Regions from separate parts of the Zea mays genome. Here region 2 is linked to region 1. A link is a contact called in public Hi-C data. All regions are on one chromosome and are shown on one strand. Each heading gives the region's core, a stretch centred on a gene start, on an enhancer-like site or on the middle of the called end of the contact. The rest is flanking DNA. Distances are from core to core; before and after follow the strand shown. Region 1 holds the start of LOC103630485 (U-box domain-containing protein 16). Region 2 has its middle 25 kb from the start of LOC100216587.

Region 1 (3,923 bases), core at 436-2,935:
TGGAGAGGTTGAGCAGCGCCGTCACGGCGTTGAGCTGGAGAGCCGAGTCCTCGGACAGGAGCAGCGGCACGAGGAGCCCCGCGGCGCCGGCCTCCCCGATGAACGCGCGGTTGTCGGACCCGGACTTGGCCAGCTGCCGGATCTCTTGGACCACGCGCTTCGTCGCCTCGGGGGAGAAAGAGGCCGACAGCTTCTTCACGAGGAACGACGCGGTCATGCGCGCCGCCTTCAGCGCGGCCTTGTTCGCGCCTACCGCCGGCGCCGGCTCGGCTTTCCCGGACTCGCTGCTCTCCATGGGGATGCCGTTCTCCCGGCACCACCGCGATATCAAGTTCTTGAGCGCCTTGTTGGGCACGAGTTCCAGATTCAGCAGCACTTGCCCGGTCTTGGGGCACGTGGATTTGCCAGAGCCGAACCAGCGCGTGATGGAGTCACGGTCGTACGTCTGACCGCTAGAAGCCACGACGGGGTCGCCCATCAGCTCGAGGGAGATGGGGCACCGGAAGTCCGGCGGCGGCGACGGTGGCTCCGCGTCGTCGAGATCCACCTTGGAGTCCACGGGCCGCGGCGTGGCGGCACTGAAGAGGACGCACTTGGCGTAGCGGAGGAGGCCGACGAGGGCGATCATCGACGACGTCCACCTCTCGGCGACGCGGTCGCCGATCTCCCGCTCCAGGGTCTCGATCTCGTCGCTGCAGCTGGCGGGGTCGTTGATGCCCACGTCCTCCAGGATACCCTCAAGCCTCTCCCGCTCCGGCACGATCTCCCGCTCCACCTCCTGGATCAGCGCGAGCACGCCCGCCTTCAGCTCCAGCTCCGGGGCCGCCGCGCGGCGGCACTGCCGCGACGCGAGCGCCAGGAGGTCCGACACGTCGTCGGCGAGCCCGAGCTCCGCGGCGGGGAGCAGGTCGATCAGCGTGGCGAGGTCGTGCTGGAGCTCCCGCGCGCGCGCGGCCACCTCATCCGACTGAAGCAGCAGGCGCGTGCGGCTGCGCGTGGCGCAGTCGGCCACGAGCGCCTTGAACCGCTGCAGCACGAGCAGGAGCTCCCGGAGGCACAGGGACGCGGAGCGCGGCAGCAGCAGCAGCAGCAGCGGGCCCGCGGCCGCGCCGCACAGCAGCAGGTCGTCGAACACGGCGGCCAGCAGGCGCGCCCGCCTGGCCACCGCTGCGAAGACCGGCCGCAGGAACGGCGCCGGCGCCTCGGCCGCCGACAGGTCCCGCGCCAGGCGGTGCAGGGAGCGCAGGACCTCCCCGTCGGGCGCCGACGAGGAGTAGGGGGATGACGGCCACGCGTCGCTCATCATTGGTGCTGCTGTATGTGCCTTGAGTATGTAACGATGGAATCCGATTCTGATTACAATCTCAATCCGATTCTGATTACAATCTCAATCCGAAGAGAAGGCGGTGAAGAAACACGGATGGATGGACAAGTGAGACGAGTTGGAGATGGGATGGGACGATGAGATGGGAGAAGACACGGAGCGGAAGGCGGGGAGGGGTAGCATATATACGGGGTGGCCGGCGTGGGTGGCTTGGCGCGTTGAGTTGTGCGCGAGCTGGGGTTGAAGAGGCTGGAAATCGGACGGAATCCTCCTGACTGTTGTGGCCCCAGATGTGATGGATACCCATGTCATGGCATGTGCATTTCCTTTCTTTATTGCTGTCGTTCTCCAACTCAACACTAGTAGGAGTATTTACTTTTTTCCCACCAAAAGAAAAAAAACACTATCTTTGAGGCGAAACGGTTTGAAGCCGAGATGTTGTCGACAGCCTGACGCGCTGGGCCATAACAGAAAAAAAGGGGGCAAAACGCTGGCCGCTCGATCTCGGTGCACGGCCGGCCGGATTTGGCCGGGGGTACTTGGCCTCGTGTAGTCGTGTGTGACTCGGCTTGGGTCTGGCAGTTGAGGGAGAGGGGTTGGTAAAGCTGCTAGAACCGGTTTGAGCGGATCGCGTCCATGGTCTCGTTGTTGCAGGCCGGGATAAGAAATGGAAAGCTTCAATTTTTCACCAAAAAGGAAATGGAAATCTTCCAAGGTTGCGCTGCAGTTTGCAGGACAAATTCCTGTTCTCGAACGGGCGAGGACAGTTTCCTGCAGGTCCTTTGTCAGCAACCACGCCCAGTCCCCAGCCATGGTGCAGGCAGTTGCTCATTTCCCCCATGTCACATGTGGAAATCGAATATTACACTCTGGATCACGGTCACACCATACACACAGGACCCGACCGGCTCTACGCTCCTGGAAGGAGAGGCAGATGCGTTGCTTCTTGATGCAACCAGGTGGATCGTGTGATATAAAAGCTACATGTCGCATCGCACGTACTGGTATTAGTTTGCCCCCACGAAGTCCACGTTTTGCACCGAATCGACAGATATGGTTCGTGCCAGTACCCTCCAGTTGGACCGCAGTGACCAGTGGTGGCGCATAATGTTAGAAATATAGGTATTTTTCATATCATTTTAATTCCATAAATTAACATTATGATGATGACACATAAAATATGTTTAATCATAGAAATCGTGATTTTAAATATATTCATAACAATATGGATCATGAGAACATAAAGCATATGAATCATATAAATATAATAAGCATATAAACAGTCAGAACAATTGAGAATAAACAGACAACAACATAAACAGCATGACTGTAAAATTAAGACAAACAAATTTATCATATTACTAGTATGAACAGGCATCAGACATGTCATGATATAATATGACAAAACACATTGGATAAATTTATGGCTATATATGAAACAGCAGGTATGAACATATGTAACATATATAATCTGCAGAATGTAAAACAGTAAGGAGATGAATTGATCATACCCTCCCATGCGCTCCGAGGATCTAGATCCCTGTCCAACTTCACTTGTCATGTGGTACGAGATGAAGACGCCAGGAACCAGCGATGAAGACAAAGACAGATGTTGGGCAGTCGCGTAGACGCTCCCCAAAAACCTAATTGCCGATCCCCCGAGCAGGGTCTCGAACGGCAAGGGCTTCGGAGGCACCTGCCCTCTCGCCTCTCTGTGCGCGCAGAGCTACGAGATGGAAACACCCTCACTTGCGGCTGGACTTGTGACTCTGAAATGGTTCTGTTCTCGTGTGTGTCAAGTGCGAGGGGTTCTCCTCTATTTAACCTCTCGCAGAGGGAAGCTGAAGGAGAAGAGTCTGCACGCGACACGCCAAGAGACGGGCAGCTGAAGGACAACGGTCTCGCATGCAGCTGAAAGGTTTACGCGGTTAGTGGGTGCTAAAAATTAACACAACCACACCACACCCCGCCCGCTCGCCTGCCTGCCTGCCTCGCCACGCCCGGCCCGGCCGGCGGCGGCGGCGGCGCGCGCGCGCGTGTGGCACGCTCTTGTCCATTTCTTGACTTCCCAAGTTAAGTGGAATAAATCCCACCATATAAGTCAAGCCAAAAGACCCTTGGACTTCCAATGTGGTACTATTGGTATTCTCCACCATTACACACCATAGAGTTTATTCAATAAATGGGTCAAGCCCATAAAAGATCCAACAATCCCCACCAAACTCTAGGATTTGTAATGATGAAGTATCAGAATCACAATCCTTTGATATACCAGTGTTTCGATGGAGACTGTTAAGTTGAACATCCATCTAGAATTAGAGTTTCACTCATTCACAACTGAACAATGGACTATGCCTTGAATTGACAGTTTTGTGCGAAATAAGATTCACTCAAATCCTTTGCTGATACTAGGCTGCAAAAGGGTATTCCCGCTGTTTAGAAGCATATAAGTCACACTTCAGTGCCTTTCATGAGTATTTAGGGATTACCCAAGTCCCATAGACTGTGACCAGCAGTCTGACTCATATAGGTGTATTCCTCAAAAGATGTTCTGTAGGACAACATCTCACCTTTATAAGACTCTTGGAATACATTAAGG
Region 2 (3,816 bases), core at 1,003-3,502, 75 kb before region 1:
GAAGGCATAACACATGGATTAGATGAGGTGGTCGCTGGAGGATGCCCCAAAGACACCGGATCGGAGAATGTCGTCGTTAGAGGATGCCCGAGGCACACCAGATTGGAGGAGCTCAACAAGGAGTAGTTGGAGGTAGGAGGATGTCACTGTCGCACACACATCTGGGGGCCATCACTGCCATGCGCGCTTTGGGGAGCTACCGTCGTCGCGCCGCATGCGCCTCTCGAGGTCACGAACGTCAATCGTGGCTCCCGAGGCCGCACCGTCGCTCGCGCCTTCAGGGCCGCCATCGTCGCTTGCACCTCGGAGGGCATCGCCAACGCCGGGTGCGCGCATCAGGGAACCACCATCGTCGTGCGTGCCTTTGGCTGCCGTGCAGCATGTGCCTCTGGTCGCACGCGCCTCGTGGGGCCGCCGTCGCCACTCGCACCTTAGAGGGCATCACCGCTGCCGGGTGCGCGCATCTGCCACCGCCGCGCGAGGGGGCCCTGTCGCTCGTGTGTCGGGGTGGGGACATCAAAAACTAAACCCTAGTGGCCTGGGCTCCTTTTATAGACGACTGAACCTCGTGCGGTTGAACCGAATAGCAACGTTGGGCTAGGGCTTCCTCCAAGCTATTGGAAGAACAGGGCTCCTAATATACACTATTGAGCATCATTTGTGATACTAGGTACGGCCGAACATTTGCCCCTAGGTGCGGACGGTTCACAATTAGATCAGATTAGGCGTAATTAACATGTTTTCCACGCGTGTTTATCCATCTAAACCCGCAGATTATGTTGGGGAACTCCTAGGAACGGATCCAGACATCCCTTATATATATGAAGGGGTACTGTCGACTGCTGGCACCATCAATCAAATCAATCAACCTATTTATCAATATCTTTACTTTCTTACCATAGGGGTAGCCACTAATGTAGTCTTCTTCATCTTAATCTTTCACCTCCCTGCAACTCGACGTTGTCTAGAGATGTCTTGGGTGACCTGCCGTTTCTAAGACAAACCCTAAGATTTCTCCTCCTTGACGAAGTCACTCACGGGGGCAAGATCTAGGTGTTGTTGGCGAACACCGCCAGTCTTATGCACACGTGGACCGTCCGGCTCAGCGCAGGGAACCCATTCATGCTGTTAGATCGCGGACCATCTTATCTTAGACCGCGGATTGTCTGCGCCGGCACCCGCCAAGGGGAACAACTCGCGCCCATATGTGTGTGTGTTTTTAGAAAGTCACAATGCAAAAAGCGTGTAGGTCAATTATAGCCAATGTCAGAGACACGGAGTACAAGAAACCCAGATTGTGTTCGCAACGTACGCGATCCTTTCCTTCCGGGCCTTTCGTGCTCAACTCAGCTGCTCCAATCCGAGCATTGTCTGCGCTGCCTCCGTTTCCGTGCACCGGACTCGACGGCTCTGCGGCTCACGAGTCAGCAGTTGCGCTGAGGATTGGAACCGTATCGGTCGCCTCGCCTGTCGTCCATGGGTCCATGAGCCATGACAAACACAGCAGCACCGCACCGCGCTCTGGGGCTGGGGGACGGCAAGCGGCGACGCATGGGGTGCGCCCGCGTCGGGTTACGTCGGACAGGACGGCGCGCGAGGGGGTCGTGGCGACCGACCGCCCGGCCCCGTGGTTTTCCGTGTGAGATCGCTCCACCTCCAGCCTCCAGGCCGGCCGGCCCGATCACGTGAAATCTCGCGGTCGCGGATGCTGACGCCTCTAGTGTTGGCCGGCGAGCGAGAGTTCGCCGGCCGTCGTCCCGCGCGCGCGTACGTGCGTGTGAACTGTGTGTGTCCGTTCTTGTTGGCTTTTGTCGGTTCCACTTTTCCCGTTGGCGTGTGGTCGCACTGGCCACTTCTGATGACGCGACGTCGTCTCGTTGCGCCGCTAACGTGGCGTGCCTGTCATTCGCGTGACGAGGGCGGTGTTTTACATACACGTACGTAGCGGCGAGCGCGTGAGTGAGTGTGAGTGAGGTGCAAGGCTGCTGGACCGTACCTGGACGTCAGGTAATTTGGTCAAGGGCATGGCAGCTAAGCATTATTTGTTTTTTTTTGTTTTGTTTTGTTTCTGATGACCTTTTTCTTTTCCAATGATCAAGATGTCTACACAAAGATGCATAGACTGATAAGCGATGTGATGTCATACTGAACGTACGTGTATTTTTGTAGCGTAGTGTCTAACTAACTCTGACAAAGACGGACGACTTTTTACTGGATGCTGGCCAACTGTATGCGTGTAGCTAGGCTGTAGCGAAACACGCGTATACGTATATCTATCGATCTCTACGGCGCCGTGCCCGGAAACTCCACGCGTACTGACTGATGCCATCCTTGATCAGCCATTGTTTGTTACACTTGCGCACAAAAAGGAACTTTCTTTTTGCATGACAAGGGTTATTTTGCGTACAGTTTGCTGTCTTTTCGTTTCTGCTGCATATAACACATAGTATGACCACATTTGATGAATCTCTATATATCTTTTATAAATCTATATAAACCTATATATATCTATGTCTCCTGTATACATTATATTATCTATATAAACCTATATCTATTTCTATATATCTCCTATATAGAGTATATCTATATCAGCAAGAGTGAAAATTTCTCCTTATTTTTCATTTCATTTCAAAGTACCCAAAGTCTTTTGTGTTACATATATGACTACAACCTTACTTCATATATACAAGAACAACTCACGCGTCAAGCCTCATGCGACGATTATTCAAAATTTGAATCTAACAAGACACATGTCAGTTTCTGTCGTAACGGTTCGAGCACGTCACGGATCAGCTAGAGCTCGAACAGCTATTGTTGTGTGCAGAGATTCGATCATCCAACCCAGAGCGATAACTGAAGCACACTGTAGGATGCTGAAAGTGTAACCCGCGTGCATTTGCATTGTCATCACGTACGTTTTCCGAGAGTTACTGTCCTTTTAGCATGAATCTATACCACCTCGTCACCACATCAGCTTTTTTTATAAATTGCTATATGAAACATGGCGTTTTACTTGGAAAAAAAAATCACGCAACACATAATTTAAGGGGGGAAATTCATAATTCAAAGAAATTAAATTAAATATAAAAAATCACATAGTTCGTACTTCGTACAATCAAAACTACCCATCGTCTTCTAACTATTTAAGACTAAATTATTTTTAGGTCAAATTTCAGGTTATATTAGTCACGAGTTTACCTAGACTATCCATTACACTGTATCTAGCAATAACCTATATGGCCAAAAAAATGTTTTACACTGTAGACTGCTCTGCACTGTTCGTAGAATGAATTTTGAATATAGGGGATTGTTTGGTTGTGTCTTCACTGAAGCTGCCTGGTCCAGACAACAATCTCAGGCGACCGTTTTCAGCAGGTTCCTGGGTCAGGATTGATTGTCATGGAGGCAGCTGCCTGAGAGAGCACGATCCAAATAAGCTCTGGGTATGCTTAGATCCGCCCCGCACATACATGCAGCGCCTGACAGCGCAGCTCCGGTGTATAGGCCCAAATCGAACGCGGCACACAGTCGAACCATCGGTGTCAGAACAAAAACGAACTCCAAACTTAGGTACCGTTTGGTTTTCAAAATGTTATGTAAATGGTAACGGTAATGATTTGCATTCGATTACGAGCGGTAACAAATTTAAATAAGCTGGTATCAATTTCTAGTGTGGTATCCGATTACGATTGACTTAAACAAATATGATCTAACGTTATTTTTATCTATTACATTACAAATATATGAACCAAACAGTGTCTTGATTCGACTAGTGGGAATAAAATGAAATCAGTAGGGAGATGAGAGAACACGATA

What was found. A called contact is a pair of places that touch in the nucleus more often than the background predicts.
Region 2: a Hi-C map of endosperm shows a contact between it and region 1, with 5 times the contacts expected there. The contact joins the enhancer-like site here to the promoter of LOC103630485 in region 1. A contact is called at or near these places in 3 of 25 Hi-C or Micro-C datasets (endosperm and leaf).

Annotation. Positions count from the first base shown.
Region 1 is chr6:164,978,729-164,982,651 of Zm-B73-REFERENCE-NAM-5.0, reverse strand. LOC103630485 (U-box domain-containing protein 16) reads right to left here and starts at 1,685. Exons shown (of 1, transcript XM_008651535.4): 1 at 1-1,685. The coding sequence starts at 1,306.
Region 2 is chr6:165,054,882-165,058,697 of Zm-B73-REFERENCE-NAM-5.0, reverse strand. No RefSeq gene overlaps it. Among protein-coding and RNA genes, the nearest start is that of LOC100216587, 25 kb to the left of the region's middle. Within about 2 kb of position 2,252, at least 16 of the 20 cell types and tissues checked have an H3K27ac peak or open chromatin away from gene starts, as enhancers often do. A contact at or near this core is called in endosperm and leaf, where this site is marked.